Linked DNA regions of Mus musculus: all the other regions are linked to region 1. The links are chromatin contacts, called in public HiChIP or PLAC-seq and promoter capture Hi-C maps. All regions are on one chromosome and are shown on one strand. The core of a region is the stretch at or near the end of the contact, and the rest is flanking DNA. Distances in the headings are between cores, read along the strand shown. Region 1 holds the start of Orai2 (ORAI calcium release-activated calcium modulator 2). Region 2 has its middle 15 kb from the start of Myl10. Region 3 has its middle 9.1 kb from the start of Gm38722. Region 4 holds the start of Hspb1 (heat shock protein 1).

What was found. Promoter capture Hi-C pulls out the DNA fragments that hold promoters and counts their contacts. HiChIP or PLAC-seq counts read pairs in DNA pulled down with a chosen protein or histone mark.
Region 2: a promoter capture Hi-C map of trophoblast stem cells shows a contact between it and region 1, with 5 times the contacts expected there. The contact joins the enhancer-like site here to the promoter of Orai2 in region 1. A contact is called at or near these places in 13 of 39 promoter capture datasets (cranial neural crest, embryonic stem cells, frontonasal cranial neural crest and 6 more) and 2 of 115 datasets of contacts at active chromatin or transcription factors (craniofacial prominence and embryonic stem cells).
Region 3: a promoter capture Hi-C map of the HPC-7 cell line shows a contact between it and region 1, with 4 times the contacts expected there. The contact joins the enhancer-like site here to the promoter of Orai2 in region 1. A contact is called at or near these places in 7 of 39 promoter capture datasets (the C10 cell line, the HPC-7 cell line, cranial neural crest and 4 more), 1 of 115 datasets of contacts at active chromatin or transcription factors (bone marrow-derived macrophages) and 1 of 9 other capture datasets (embryonic stem cells).
Region 4: a contact with region 1 is called in an H3K27ac HiChIP or PLAC-seq map of embryonic stem cells, with 4 times the contacts expected there. The contact joins the promoter of Hspb1 here to the promoter of Orai2 in region 1. A contact is called at or near these places in 8 of 39 promoter capture datasets (the 3T3-L1 cell line, 3T3-L1-derived adipocytes, embryonic stem cells and 3 more), 1 of 15 datasets of contacts at CTCF or cohesin (embryonic stem cells), 8 of 484 Hi-C or Micro-C datasets (the N1E-115 cell line, adipose-derived mesenchymal stem cells, cardiomyocytes and 3 more), 2 of 115 datasets of contacts at active chromatin or transcription factors (embryonic stem cells and pancreatic cancer cells) and 1 of 9 other capture datasets (embryonic stem cells).

The regions. Positions count from the first base shown.
Region 1 is chr5:136,169,003-136,172,863 of GRCm38.p6, reverse strand. It overlaps Orai2 (ORAI calcium release-activated calcium modulator 2), which reads left to right and starts at 2,208. Exons shown (of 3, transcript NM_178751.3): 1 at 2,208-2,326.
Region 2 is chr5:136,677,165-136,681,025 of GRCm38.p6, reverse strand. No RefSeq gene overlaps it. Among named protein-coding and RNA genes, the nearest start is that of Myl10, 15 kb to the left of the region's middle. Within about 2 kb of position 2,010, at least 27 of the 459 cell types and tissues checked have an H3K27ac peak or open chromatin away from gene starts, as enhancers often do. A contact at or near this core is called in hematopoietic stem and progenitor cells and trophoblast stem cells, where this site is marked.
Region 3 is chr5:136,621,330-136,625,190 of GRCm38.p6, reverse strand. No RefSeq gene overlaps it. Among named protein-coding and RNA genes, the nearest start is that of Gm38722, 9.1 kb to the left of the region's middle. Within about 2 kb of position 1,935, at least 141 of the 459 cell types and tissues checked have an H3K27ac peak or open chromatin away from gene starts, as enhancers often do. A contact at or near this core is called in the HPC-7 cell line, bone marrow-derived macrophages, pre-B cells and 1 more, where this site is marked.
Region 4 is chr5:135,885,804-135,889,664 of GRCm38.p6, reverse strand. Hspb1 (heat shock protein 1) reads right to left here and starts at 1,746. Exons shown (of 3, transcript NM_013560.2): 1 at 1,231-1,746; 2 at 553-616; 3 at 102-424. The coding sequence starts at 1,606. The coding sequence ends at 235.

The sequences.
Region 1 (3,861 bases), core at 959-3,458:
AGGTGAGGAGATAAATCCACCTGTGTGATCAGGGTAGGGACTTTGGAAAGTGATTAGGTCACTAGGGTGGGGCTGCCATCACTGAATCCTGTTGGCTTTATAAGGAAGAGAGAGACCACAGTGAAATGGGTACACCCCCACCCCCACCGCGTAAGGGAGTCAGGGGAGGGGGGCTCTCACCGTACTACTAAACCTTTGCTTCCATAAATGGAAGCCAAAATAAACTGTGTGTCTTTATAATGTAGCTTCAGGTGTTTTGTTACACTACAGAAGTCTGAGCAATGTGTCAGGGTATTTGGTATTCAGTTTTTACAGTGGACTGTGGTAGAGGAACGTACTAGGTAGGCCATGCATGAATAGCTAAGGGGACAGAGTGAGGAGCCAGTGGGCTGGACAAGCTGACCACACAAACTGTGAGAGCGTGCTAGATAGTAAGGTTTGGGTGTCATAGAAAAGCAAGGAACGAGGCTCCTGTGTGAGTAGGCTATGCACATTCATTATGTGTATTCAAGAACTGATGTTCAAGGACAGGCTCCTCGAGCTTCTAGGAAAATCAAAAAACCGACCAGCAAGATGGCTCAGTAGCTAAAAAGCGCTCACTGCCAAGCCTGACAGGCTGAGTTCCAGCCACTTGGTAGGAGAGAACCAACTGCCACAAGTTGTCCTCTGACCTCCACACATGTATTGTGGTGCACACCACCACCCCACTAAATAAATAAAATGTAGTTAATTTTTTTTTTTTTTAAGTAAAGGAAGTAACTTGCCAAGACCAACCAACTTCAGGCAGACAGCCCAGACAGCAATGCAGTGCCCTCAGGAGAGACTGCTCTGGACCTGAACCTTCTGGGTAACCCCTAGTCAGCTCCCTGGGATCCTAAGAGGGGGCAGGGGTTGTGGATCCTCCAACCTCCGACCCTCCTTCCAACAGGACAGATACCATGGCTTCCTCCCTTCTAAGGAGGAAGTGAGTCAAACAACAGTAAGGGCTGTTGCCTGTGTTTGGTTAGCAAAGCGGCTCCTAGGCAGACTGGTAATTACAGTTGGCATTTCATTTTTGCCCAGGCATGCCAGATAATTGTGCTGGCGGTGGAGGAACCTCAGTGCCTGGCGCTGGAAAGTCCTACTCCAAAGCTAAGCTTCCTAATAACCGCAAGAAGCAAAAACCCCTTGTTGAAAGAGTGTCATCCATGATGCAATGGCTGGAGTTTACCAAGTGTCTCCTTCCTGTTTTCGTTTACTCAAACTTCAGCTCTGCAGGCGCCAGGCAGTTGCCTTGAGAGTGCGTGGCTCCCGCAGGTTCAGACCCTCTTATGTAGGCACACGTGGAGCCTTATGATGGCCCACGCTGTCAGGAGGGGTCAGCGCCAGGAGGGAGGAGTTGCTTTCACCTATCCTAAGTGAATTGACTTGGCAACCCAAGCGGAAACTGCTAACAGTCACATCTATACACTCCCAGTTGTCAGGAAATTTGGATACGAGTGGAATTTTTCCTTCCTTTGGGTTAATGTGTCACAGTCTGATGCTTTTGCGACAGATGGAAAAATCCTATATAGAGCGTGCAAGCAGAAGCGTACCGGGCAAATAGGGAGCACTCTGAGGGGCCACGAGGCACCCACTGGGGCGCTGAGCGTATACTTAGTGTATACTTCCTGCAGAGCCGTTCCTGTTTGAGTTTCTCAGTTGTAAAACCTCAGTGTTCGCCAGGGCATGCCTCGCCGCAGCGTCCAAACGACCCTTCTCTGCCATCCATGAGGTGCCCAGAGCTCAGCAATGAGAACATGTCCCTTGCATTGTTTGGTTCTCACAGCCTTGCTGGAACCAAGAGCCACCTACCTGCGTGACCACAGTAGAATGGTGTCACTGCACAAGCTGAGAAAACCAGGATATAGCCAGGCTGAGCCTTTCTTGCACGCCTCTACCCACTCTGCAACACTCACACCCTGTCCCCACCTCTCTATGCTGCCCACGACAGATGCTGGGTATCCCCTAGTGTCACTCGCTAGGAGCAGCGCTCTCCCACGCCTGGACCCACCCACCTGGGTCCCACGAGGATGATAGCACTTTGTGAAGTGAAGACCCCTAGATCTTGTAGGAGGGGTCGGTCCCCAACCAGCTATTCAGGTCACGTGGTCCGCGGCAGGGCCCCACGGATGGGTCACGTGACGGCGGCGCAGTGTTGCCTAGGCAGCGGCTGCGGGCGGAAAGAGGGAGGGGGCCGGTCCTCCGCCCTGGCCCGGCCGCCGGGCCACCCGGCCGCGACACAGACGCTAGCCACGAGCCGGAGCCGTGAGCTGGAGCCAAGCGCGCTGAGGGCTGGACAGTCAGGGTGAGTGCTCGGCCGCGGGTGGGCCCGTCCATCCTTGTCTGGGGGGGGGGGGTGTCTGAAGGGGAACAGGAGAGGGTCCCCTCCTAGCTAAGGGGCGCGGGGAAATTGGATCAGGGACACTGGACAGGAGGAGATGGAGCTTCTCCCTGGGCAGGCATGGCGTGGAGAGGAAGGGACAGGCTGATGAGAGGCAGAGGGATGGCCTGGTGACCCCAATCCCTTGACTTCCTTGGTAGAGTGCAGTGTCAGAAGACTTGGATCGCGCGGGGCTGCCAGCTGATTCTCGGGTCCTGCAGTCGCAGGGACTTCCCTAGAGTATAGGACAGGGATGCAGGTGGCTGCTTTTGGCAGGCCACTGCCACCTCTCAGGCGCGTGGGTGACAAGACACAGTTCCCGTGCCCCAGATGTTTAGAGGAAGTTAAAACAGGCAGACTCCATAACCTGCTGCCTGAGACAGTTTCAAACAAACCTGGCAAGAGAAATGCTCGTCTAACAGCCTTGCCGTGGGTTGGCTTTTTTTTTTTTTTTTTAATTTTTTTTGTCAGACCTAATCTTTCTGCTGCTCCTCATTTTAATAATAATAATAATTTTTTTTTTAAAAAAAAGGTTCAGTCTGCCTAGCAATCTTAGAGTTGGTGGGTGCTATCTGACAGACTTATGGGCTCCATCTTGTCTCACCGCCCCCTCTGGCCTGAGCTTGGAATTTGTAGGCCAGACTCTGCTTCTCCCCATGGGGCAAGGGTTGGACCAAGATAGGCCCTCTGAGTATAAGGAATGGACTTGTGACAGAAGCTGGTGATGCCTGCCATCCTGGCACGCAGGAGATTAGGTGAGACAGTCCCAAGTTCCAAGCCACCCTGGGCTACACAGCAAGACCCTGTCTCAAAACAAACCCAAAAATAGAAAGGGGATCAGCGGGAGCTGTGGATGGAACCCCTAGAAAATCTGCCTAGCGTGCAGGAACCCTGGGTTCTAACCCCAGCACCATGCAAAGCAGGTGTGTGATCTCAGCCCTTGCAGCATCCAGAGTTCAAAGCTATGCTTGGTTATATTTTTGGTTGGAGGCTGACCTGGCCTACATAAGGCCCTATCTAAAATAGAAGGAAGGGCCGGGCGTGGTGGCGCACACCTTTAATCCCAGCACTTGGGAGGCAGAGGCAGGCAGATTTCTGAGTTCGAGGCCAGCCTGGTCTACAAAGTGAGTTCCAGAACAGCCAGGGCTACACAGAGAAACCCTGTCTCAAAAAAACAAAACCAAACAACTAAAATAGAAGGAAGGAAGGAAGGAAGGAAGGAAGGAAGGAAGGAAGGAGCTGGGTGGTAATGACAACTTGTAGGTAGTGTGGATGGATGGATGGATCTCTGAGTTTGGGATCACTCTGGTCACAGAACAAGTTCTAGGACAGGCAGAGCTCGGAAAAATGAAAAAAAAAAGAAAGAAAAGTAAAAAGAAAGAGATAAGAAATAAAGAAGAAAGGAAAGAAAGAAAGAAAAGGAAAGAGAATGAATTTGAGCCTCCTGGACTAATACAGGG
Region 2 (3,861 bases), core at 761-3,260, 510 kb before region 1:
CCTGATGCCTGTCCCCATGATGATGCTGTCAAGTTGACAATCGACATCAACCATTACAGGCTAGATCATATACATTTAATGTCTGAGCTGAAAAGGTTCAAAGACACTGTAGGCTGACCAGGACGTTATGGCTTGCACAGCCTTACAATATGGCTGCCTCTTGGTAGTCAGACTCCTCCTTTGGTGGCCCAGGATTGTAACACAAATGTCCTGGAAATAACATTGGAAGCACCTAATGTCAGAAACCACATGGTGACGCTTGACACTTCTGACCTCTTTTGTTGTTAGATGTAGCGATGAAAGCCCAGTAGTGTGAACAAGAAGGAAAGCTGCGGCTAGCCTGGACTTGAACAACCTTTGAAAGTGAAGTTGGAGCACAGATCTGACAGGTCAAAGAACAGAAATTCAGGACTGACCCACAGCCAAGCCAGCTGTGGAAGGACAGGAAACTACCACTTGTGAGACAGTTTAATGGCAATGACATTCTCTACACTGTAGAGTCTACAGACAAGAAAGATTGCGCTTCAATAGGGACCAGAGTGGGAAAGAGGGGTCTGGTCCTGGTGTGATTTATTATATATATATTTTTGAGACACACTAAATTGCCCGGGTTGGCATCAATTCACTATGTAGCCCAGGCTGCCCTGATCTCATTATCCTCCAGCCTCCGCCTCTCATGTGCAGGGACCTCAGCTTCTCATTTGCAGGGGCTTCAGGCCAGTGTACCATGCAGTGCTCTGTAATTGCTTCAATCTGAAATACTCTCCTTCAGGCCTGTGGAGTATGTATGTGCCTAGCATGTTCAGAACTCTGGGTTTCCCACCCCTCCCCCCCAGCACCATGTACACCAGCCACGGTTGCACCCCAGTAATGATAGCTCTTCGGAGGTAGAGTCTGGAGAATTGGAAGTTCAAGGTCATCTCCCTCTACATTGCAATTGGGTCTACATGAAATCTTGTCTCCTTTCTTCTATTTTTTCCAAAATTTTTTATTTATTTTGTTTTGAAACAGGTCTCATTATGTAGCCCTTGCTAGCTTGGAAAGCCCCCATTTAGATCAGGCTGGCCACTAACTCACAGAGAACGCTGTGTGTGCCTGTGTGTCAAAAAGACAATCTTAGATGTCACTCCTCAGGAGACTGTGTCCCTTGTTTTTTGAGACAATCTTATACTGGCCTGGAGTTTTCCCATTTGCCTAGGCTGGCTGCAACAAGTCCCAGGGATCCCCAGGGAACCCCCACCACCCCACCTCTGCCTTCTCAGTGGTAGGTTTACAAACACCACCATGTCCAGCTTCTGTATGTGTGTGCTAGGGACCAACACAGCCCCAGCCCCCACCCCGCCCCATCCCTCTGTGCTTGTAAGGCAAACACTGTGCCAACTGAGCCTTCACCTAGTCTTGACTTTGGGGATTTTTCAGACAGAGTCTCATTATGTAGTCCAGGTTGGCCTGAAACTCACACTGTCTAGTCCAGAATTCACCAGAATTCACAGCCCTCCCGCCTTATCCCCCCAAATGCTGAGGACAGGGATGTACTGCCATATCCAGATCTCAACTCTCTTTCTCTTCCCCAAGATCCAGACCTCACTCCTTGGGCAGCTGGGGAAACTGAGGCCTGGAATATTCAAGGGGCCACAGTGTTCCTCGTGGAATTAAGCCCTCCCATCTCAAAATGGAGCTGAACAGCCCTGGACCTCAGGACGGTCCCTGTTACATCCTCCACACAGGGCAGCTCAAGCAGGCGGGGTCTGAGGCCTCCAGAAGATCTACAGACTGCCAAACAGGCCCAATTTGCTTTACTAATGGGAGGTTTATGCCGCCCAAAGCCTCCTCCCACCCTCCCCTGAGGGCCCCCAGCTGACAGCCACTGAACTGAACAAACTGTAATTATATTGAGCCACATCCGCCCTCCTGAATGAGCCATTAGCCAAGTTGCCAGGTATGGGGAAGCTTACACCCTAGGCTGGTTCTGGGGTGCGGCCAGCCACCCAGCCCCTTCACACCCACAGGTGAGACTCCTCTCCCCGGGTACAGACTCCTCCCTCAGCCTGACCTTAGGCCATTCCTTGAGCCTTGCTTCCTATCACAAGCTGGGGCCCAACAGGAGAGAGAAAAAAGTAGGAGCCATTTCCAGGTCTGTCCTCAGCCCACAGCTTTTACCTCAGAACAGTTTTGGATTAATACAAAAATTGCAGAGACTCTAAGACTTCCTTGTCCCGGCCCTAGCTAGCTTCCCCTGGTTATTAACCGCAGCGCTACCCAGAGCCACACCCCCAGCCCCTCCCTGGGGGATTCTAGGTAGGGGCTCTACCACTGAGCCACGCCCCTAGCCCCTCACTGGGGGATTCTAGGCAGGAGCTCTACCACTGAGCCACACCCCCAGCCCCTCACTGGGGGATTCTAGACATGTGGTCTACCACTGAGCCACACCCCCACTCCTCTTTTTACTTCTTGAGGCAGTTTTGCCTGGTGGCACAAGCCTTCCATCCCAGTTGCTCAGGAGGCTGAGACAGGAGGAGCTCAGAAGGAACTCCAGGCCCACAGAGTGAATTCAAGGTCACCCTGGGCAACTAAGTGAGCCCCCAAAGATAATCTCAGTCTTCACCCTCGATGCAGAAAGAAACAAGATGATTAAATCATTGCCTGTGTCCTATAAAAAGTCAACACATGCTGTTTCTAGAAAGGCACGGTCTTAGATAGCTTGCGTTGTTTGTGAATACTATTGAGATGTGGAGCCGTACCATCTGTCTTGGGACCAGGTGAGGGCTTTAAAGATAAAAGGCAAGTGCGGGACGGTGGTGGTGGCAGCGTTTGACGGGAGGGAGGGGGGTAGGGACAATTGAAGCCATCACAGAATTATGAATCGCGTTTCTCAGGTTCCCACTTTTGTTTATGCCATTCTTTTGGGTTGTCCTGCTACTCATAGCCAAACACAATCTGAGAAAGAGACAGACAGACAGGCAGGCAGGCAGAGACAGACAGACAGACAGACAGAACAAGCTCCCATGCTTGAATACAGACTAGAGGTCAGCCTCAAGTGCTGTTCCTCAGATGCCATCCATCTTGTTTTGTGTGTGGGAGAGGCGCTCATTCTTGTGGGAAGGCAGGGATCAATGTCAGTTGCCTTCATCTATTTTTTTTAAGATTTATTTGTTTATTATATGTAAGTACACTGTAGCTGTCTTCAGACACACCAGAAGAGGGAGTCATATCTCGTTACAGATGGTTGTGAGCCACCATGTGGTTGATGGGATTTGAACTCAGGACCTTTGGAAGAGCAGTCAGTGCTCTTAACCACTGAGCCATCTCACCAGCCCTGCCTTCATCTATGATCTCTGCCTTATGATTATAACCTTTAAAAATGTAAAGTTCAGTTATTTTACTTTTATGAGTATTTTTGCCTGTCCATATGTCTGTGTATCACATGAGTGCCTAGTGCCTGTAGAGACCAGAAGGGGGCGCCCGATCCCCAGAATTGGAGTTATGAATGGTTGTGAGCCACCATTGTGGATGCTGGGAACTGGTCCTGGGTTCTCTGCAAGAGCAGCAAGTGCTTTCAACTGCTAAACCATCTCTCCAGCCCTGCTTTAAATTTTGTTTAAAGGGGTCTCTCACTGAACCTGGAGGTCACCCAAGTAGTCTAGAAAGGCTAGCCAGCCAGCCCACCCTCACCACTGAGGGTGTAAATGCAAGCCACATGCCCACCTGTTTATGTGAGCGCTGGAAAGCTAAACTAAGGTCCTCATAGTTCAGCTTGAACTATGAGGCAGCTCCCCAAATTGGCTTTTGAAGTTGAGTCAATCGCTGAGACCAGGAACTCGCCAGGTCAGCTGGACTGACTGGCCAGAGAGCCCCAGGATC
Region 3 (3,861 bases), core at 686-3,185, 450 kb before region 1:
ATTCAGCTCTTGTCTCTACCTCCTGAATACGGTCATACACCACCATTCCTGGTTTAGGCAGAGCTGGATGGAGCCAAGGGCTTCTGAGTGGTAGGCACGCACTCCACCAGCTGAGCCTCCAAGGAACTTTTTGGCTACTCAAAACAGAGTGCAAGGCTGCATGCCTATGATCCTGGTTTTAGGTGGAGGCATGAGGATCAGGAGTTCAAGGGCATCCTTGGCCTTGTAGTGAGTTTGAGGCCAGCTTGGGCTACAGGAGACCTTCTAAGACAGAGGAAGGGAGGGAAGAAGGAGGGAGGGAGGGAGGGAAGAAGGAGGGAGGGAGGGAAGAAGAATATATTGGACACAGCGGTACCTCCCTGTGATCCTAGCACTCAAGAGGCAGAGAGACAAAAGGATATGGATGGTTCAAGGCCAGCCTCAGCTACAAATAAGATTCTGTCTTTAGGATTGGATGTGAGGAGATCTGCCCCAAGGGATGGAAGGAAGGCTTGTCAAGCAGAACTGGGGAAATGTCTGAGCCTGGAAAGGTCAGGCCCTACAGGGAACTCCTGGTGACCTGTCAAGTGACCTCATAAGCTGCCTTCTATTCTTAATTTTTTTTATTGCATTTATTTACTTATTTTGTATGTGAGGACACCCATGGCACAAGTTTTGACAGCCAGAGGACAACCTGAAGAAGTTGGTTCTCTCCTCTCTCCTGTGGGTCCTGGAGAGCCAACCCAGGTCTTCACGTGTAGCAGAAAGTGCCTTTAGTAACTGAGCCATCTCCATAATCCTAAACTGCTTTCGAAACAGTGCTTGTACCCATAGACTAAGCTGAGCGGTGGTGGCAGACACCTTTAGTCCTAGCACTCGGGAGGCAGAGTCAGGCAGAGCTCTGAGTTCAAGGACAGCCTAGTCTACAGAGTGAGTTCCAGAACAGCCAGGGCTACACAGAGAAACCTTGTTTTGGGGGGACACACACAGACTAAGGAAGCCCTCAGCTTTGACCAGAGAAGGGCTTCTTGAATGGGCAGTGCTTGGGGGGGGGGGGAACTCAGCTGGTCCAAGGGGTGAGAACAGGTGGCTGCTGAATGCCCGGTCCCACCCAGCACGTTGTGTCACCATTCCAAGGCCCAGGGAACATCTGGAAAGAGGGAAGGGAGGAGCAGAATGGGGGTGAAGCATGTGGTGGGCTGTCAATGACTCTTGGTGTCATGAACACCTGGCTGTGACTGCTTACGGGGTGGGGGTATAAGAGAGGGGCATGAAGGTAGGAGAGAGGGGGAACGGGAAAGCAGGCTGTTGCAGAGGAAAGGGTAGTAAGGCGTTGGCTGATCACAGTGTCTTATGAAGCTGCCAAAAGGAAAAACATTTCCGAAAAGCCACTTCTGTTTTATCAGGAAAAAAGTTTCCCCCTTTTTCCTTGGACATGCTATCTTTTAAAGATTTTTTTAAAGTGACATCGTAATTCGTCACATGAACGGATTGGTGAATTTAACGTTAACTCCCATTCATATACTGCTGAAAATGTATCTTAGAAGGCAGACTTGCAATCCCAGCACTTGGGAGACTGAAGAAGGAAGGTGAAGTGTTCAAGGCCAGCCTCAGCTACATAAAAAGCCTGGGCTACATGAGGGTGAGGGGAAGGAGGAGGGGTAAAGAGAGAAAGATTGGGAAACTGAGGCTAAGGTGGTAGCTTTCCTTTCGGGTCATCAAGGCTCTTCGTGCGCCTGACAGGGGGCGCTCTTCCCCAACTCCCTAGCCTCCTCAGCCCGCGCCAGTCAGGGTCCCCCTAAGAAAACCTTGGAGCGATTTTCCTTTTGCGCGAACTCAGCGCCTCCTTCCAACCGCGAGGTCTCAAAGGTGAGCCTCGCACAAATGCCTTGCAGATGTTTCTCCTTCCAGATCGGCTACCGCGGCGCTGCGCGGCGCAGCTCCAGCAGCCGCGCGATCCTGCAGCGATCCGGACCGCATTTTCCTTTCCACCCTCCAACTTTTGCAAGCTGTAGTTATTTGATAATGATTTTTTTTTCAACCTCTCCCAATAATTGTTATCCTCCCCGCCCGGTACAGCTCAGGTGATGGGTGCAGACGGTAGACGCCTCCTCCTCTTCTCTGGCGCGCAGCCCGAGGCCCTGGAGTAAGGAGCCACAACCCAGCCAGCAGAGAAAGCCAAGGTTAAGCGCCCCGGGAGGACCCCAAACGGCCCCCCACGATGCTTTTCTTTGCACCCAATACCCTCCTGAAGCCAGGCCACCTCTCCCTAAGCCTACTCCGAGGTTGTGACTATCTTAGCTGGATGGGTGCCGCAGGCACATGGTTCTGCGGAATCCAACCCTTGGAGTATTGATTGAGGACCTACGGCATTCCCAAGTCCTGAGCAATGAGTTGACTCCCAAAAGCAATCCAGAATGATCCCTGCCTTTGGGGATGCCGGTTCATGAGAAAATCGGGGCTACCATCCTCACCTGGAAAGATGACAAGGCTTTCCCACAAGAGAAAAAGCTTCTCTTGCTCCCTAACTTTCCTTAGCTCCCATGGCCTCTGCAAAGGATCAAGGTCGGCCTGGATGAAAGCTTCCTTAATAAAAAAGGCTCCTCGGCCCGGCATGGTGGCACACGCCTTTAATCCTAGCACTCAGGAGGCAGAGGCAGGTGGATTTCTGAGTTTGAGGCCAGTCTGGTCTACAAAGTGAGTCCCAGGACAGCCAGGGCAATACAGAGAAACCCTGTCTCAAAAAAAAAAAAAAAAAAAAAAAAAAAAAAAAAAAAAAAGGCTCCTCTAAACACGTGGCAGAAAACAAGACCACCAAGGTGGGGCTGGATAGGTCCAAGCTCCCGAGATGAGAGTGGGACCATCCAGTAGAACTCCTATCTCCCCTCAAGACTGTGTATCTGGTCTGTTTAAGGCAAGGTTCACTCTGAAGCCCAGGCTGACCCCTGTCAGCCTGTCAGTTACATGTGTGTACCAGAAGATCATGCTCCTGGGTTTATTACTGTTTTGCTGTTGTTGTTTCTTTTCTGGTTAGAGGGTTCTTAAAATTTATTTGTTCATTTTGAGGGTTTAAAAACAAACAAACAAACAAGCAAAACAAACAAAAACAAAAGAGAAAGAAAAGAAAAGAAGAGAAAAGAAAAGATCACTTTAAGGGAGTAGGGGTAGGGAAAGCTTATGCCAAAGCCGGCCTGTGGAGGTCAGAGGACAAACTCTAGGAGTCAGTTCTTTCCTTCAACCACGTGGGTTCCTGGGATTAAACTTGAGTCGGCAGGTTTGGTGGCAAGCTCCTTTACCCACTGAACCATCCCACCAGCCCTTTGCATGTATGTTTGAAGGGGAAGAGAGCCCTGTGCTGAAAGGAAAAAATGTCTCAACCTCAGCTTGGTTGCATTGCCTAGACAGTCCAGAAAGTTCTGCTAAGCCTAAATGAATTGTAAGTTTGTAAGTAAATGGGGTGGAATTTATTAAGTCCATAGCCAGCAGCAGGGACTTAATGGGGGGAAAACTGAAAGATTAAACAGTTCTACAGGGTAGTGTGGGGTACTCAGAGGAAGCAGGGCACTGGCTGAAGTTTGCTCTCTCCAGGTCTTCTCAGAGACCCCCCTAATCTCTTGAGCCATTGCTCCCACCTTGGGTAGGGGGAATAAAGTCACCAAAGAAACACCTGGCAGGGGGTGAGGATGTGGCTGAGTGAGTGCTTGTCTGATAAGCACAAGGCCCTGGGGTTCTGTGTCAGCGCTGGGGAAGGTGGAGGCAGGAGGCTCTGGACTCCAGTGTCACCCTCAGTGGACACTCATAGTGGGGTTGAAGGTACCCTGGGCTACATGAGACCCTGAGTTTAAAAAAAAAAAAAGTTCTATGGTTTAGGATTTTGTCATT
Region 4 (3,861 bases), core at 497-2,996, 280 kb after region 1:
GAAGGGCCTGAGCCCATAGTGAGCACTTAGCAAAGACCCCAAAGGGTGTTCCAATTTAGCACACCCATCCCTAGCCCACCATAATAACTCTGGAGTCAGACGGTGGTGAGCAGTAGCTTGCAACTTTTATTTGAGAAAAACAGCAGGTAAATGTATGTATCAAAAGAGCGCACAGATTGACAGAGAGGGGTGGCCAGCAATGGCTATGGGAGATAGGCAGCAGGCTGATGGCTTCTACTTGGCTCCAGACTGTTCAGACTTCCCAGCTTCTGGGCCCCCAATTTGGGCGCGGGCCTCGAAAGTAACCGGAATGGTGATCTCCGCTGACTGCGTGACTGCTTTGGGCAACGGAGCCTCCACGGTAAGTGTGCCCTCAGGGGATAGGGAAGAGGACACTAGGGTGGGGTCCACACCTGGAGGGAGCCTGGACACACAGAAAATCAGGGCAAGGGTTACACATCCCTCCTGACCCGGGGCTCTTCGCCCTCCGCCCTGGGTCCGCTCCCCCTCCCCCCCACCTCCCCGCCCTCCATGCAAGGAATCAGAACTCACGTGTATTTCCGGGTGAAGCACCGAGAGATGTAGCCATGTTCGTCCTGCCTTTCTTCGTGCTTGCCTGTGGGTGGGGACAGAAGGTCAGAAGCAGCCCTCTGCTGTCCTAGCTAAGGAGTGGCTGGGACCCCCCAGGGAGGCAAACAAACCCGAGTGCGGCGGGGTGCCTGACTGTCTGGAATCTTAAAACTTTCCAGAAACTTCCCTTCTGAGATTTGGGATGCGAAGGGCTTGGCTCTGACCCAGACTTGGATACCAGGGTAGGTATACTCAAAGCCTCTGCGGCTGGGTCTAGGGACCCTGATCCTGCCGCTTGCTTATTTGGGAATGAGGTCTTCCAGAAGGTGTGTTGGGTCTTCCTTCATTTTGTTTCTGTGCTGCGGGTGGAACGCAAAGCCTCAAGGCCTCCCGGCAGGCCAGGCGAAGCTCTACCCTGAGCTACATCCCCAGCTGTTGGTCCATATCATCGAAGATGACAGAGCTTTTAAGAGCAACCTGCACCCCGCGTTCCGGGGCAAGAGAAGCAGGCAAAGGAGAATGATGCGGGCTCCGGGTCCCTAGGTTCATTTCTAACTTCTCAGGGTTCTATTCCTCAGGGTTTCAGCCCCCACCCTCAGCCCCCCAGCCACCACTCTCGCCTCGGCAGCTTCGTCCCCTCTGGGCACAAGGGAAACTCACCAGTGATCTCCACCACGCCTTCCTTGGTCTTCACTGTGAGCTCCTCCGGAGCGAAGTGGTTGACGTCCAGGGACACGCGCCAGCGATCAGCCGTCTGTCGGATCTCCGAGACCCCGCTGCTGAGCTGTCGGTTGAGCGCTCGGCTGAAGGCTGGTGCGGCCAGGGTCACCGCCGCGGGGCCCTCGGCGGTCGCGGCGGGCAGCGGGCGCACGTATCCGGGCCACCCAGCGGCGCTGAACCACTGCGACCACTCATCGGGCAACCGGGGCACCCCGAAAGCTTGATCGAAGAGGCGGCTGTGTGCAGGGTACCAGTCCCGGAATGGTTCCCAGCTCGGGCTCCGCAGCAGCGAGAAGGGCACGCGGCGCTCGGTCATGTTCTTGGCTGGTCAAGGCTGAGGATCTAGAAGCACTGGGCTGAGGATCCGAGAAGTGCCGGACTGGAGCCCCAGCGTGCTTTTATGTGTGCCCAGCCGGGTATTTTTAGCAGGCGGTGCTTCAGGTCTCTATTAATGGCAATGACCGTCTCAGGGGCCGCCCCTCGCCGCCCCTCCCCTCTGCATTCCTCCCCCTAAGCTTGCAAAGGGGGCGGGCAGGCGGGGCCAGGAAGGTTCTGCCCCCATCTGGAAACTTCTCTTGTTGAAGAAAACAAATGACGGCGTAATACCGGTAGCTGGAGCGATTCCCACTGTCGGGTTTAGGACACTGCTGGCTGAAGGGCGGTGGCCTGGGGCCAGCCCCATTTTTTATTGAGAATAACCAGGAGAGGTTAGGTCTTTTGTGTCGCAACTGGGAAGCAACTGAACCTGGTCTGAACCAGAAGGAGGCCCGTGGGAACACACATGTCATGGCACACCTGTGGAGGTCTCATGACACCGGCAAGATAGCTGTCTTCTATAGTGTATCTCCTGGGGAGCAAAGGCTTCGTGGCAGGCGCCTTAGTGTTCACTGAGTATCTTTCTGACCCAGAAACTGACTTTCTTTCTTCTTTCTCTCTTTCTCTCTCCTCTCTCCTCTCTCTCTCTCTCTCTCTCTCTCTCTCTCTCTCTCTCTGAAGTAGGATTTTTCTTTTTTTATTTTGATGCTTTTTTTTTGTTTTGTTTTGCTTTGCTTTTTTTTTTTTTTTTTTTTTTTTTTTTCTGAAGACAATGTTTCTCTGCATAGCCCTGGTTGTCCTGGAACTCACTTTGTAGACCAGGCTGGCCTCGAATTCAGAAACCCGCCTGCCTCTGCCTCCCAAGTGCTGGGATTAAAGGTGTGCATCACCACCGCTGGGCTATTTGATGCTTTTTTTTTTTTTTTTTTTTTTGGTTTTTCGAGACAGGGTTTCTCTGTATAGCCCTGGCTGTCCTGGAATTCACTTTGTAGACCAGGCTGGCCTCGAACTCAGAAATCCACCTGCCCGTGCCTCCGGAGTGCTGGGATTAAAGGCGTGCCCCACCACACCCGGCCGCTTTTTTTTTTTATTATATATATATATATATATATATATATATATATATATATATATATAATGTGTATCAGTGTTTTGCCTACATGAATGTCTGTGTGAGAGTGTTAGATCTTGAGTTACAGAGAGTATCAGAAATTGGAATGCCAGGTGGGTGCTAGAATTTGAACCTGGATACTTGTACTGGCTGGTTTAGTGTCAAATTGATACAAGCTGGAGTTATCACAGAGAAAGGAGCCTCCTTTGAGGAAATACCTCCATGAGATCCAGCTATAAGGCATTTTCTCAATTAGAGATCGGGGGGGGGGGGGCATTGTGGGTGGAGCCATTCTTGGGCTGGTAGTCTTGGTTCTATAAGAGAGCAAGCTGGGCCAGGTGGTGGTGGTGCACGACTTTAATCCCAGCACTTGGGAGGCAGAGGCAGGTGGGTTTCTGAGTTCGAGGCCAGCCTGGTCTACAGAGTGAGTTCCAGGACAGCCAGGGCTATACAGAGAAACACTGTCTAGAAAAGACCCCCCCCCAAAAAAAAAGAGAGAGAGAGAAAGAGAGCGAGAGAACAAGCTGAGCAAGCCAGGGGAAGCAAGCCAGTGAGAAACATCCCTCCATGGCCTCTGCATCAGCTCCTGCTTTCTGACCTGCTTAATTCCAGTCCTGACTTCCTTTGGTGATGAACAGCAATGTGGAAAGTGTCCGCTGAATAAACCCTTTCCTCCCCAACTTGCTTCTTGGTTATGATGTTTGTGCAGGAATAGAAATCCTGACTAAGACAGTACTATAGGAAGGGCAGGCAGTGCCTCTAACCATTAGACCATCTCTCAGGAGACATCGAACCTGGAACCTGCAAGCTGGATGAGTAGGTATCCCCTAGTATCCTCCTGGTTCTGCAACTGCCCCACCCCAGCGCTTGCTCGGACAGGAGGCACAGGCCACACTCAGCTCTTTTTTGGTTTTGTTTTCTGTGTGGTTGTGGCTGTTCTAGAACTCTTTAGACTAAGCTGGCCTGGATCTCACAGATTGGCCTGCCTCTTCCTCCAGAGAGCCCGGCTTAAAGGCAAGCAGCATCACATGGGGCCACCCTCAGTTTTTATGTGGGTTGCTGTGTGTTAAGTACAAAAGAAACTGGGGTCAAAGGGCTATCTGTGGTGTCTATTAGCATACCAAAGAGCACCCTGGCCTGGGGGC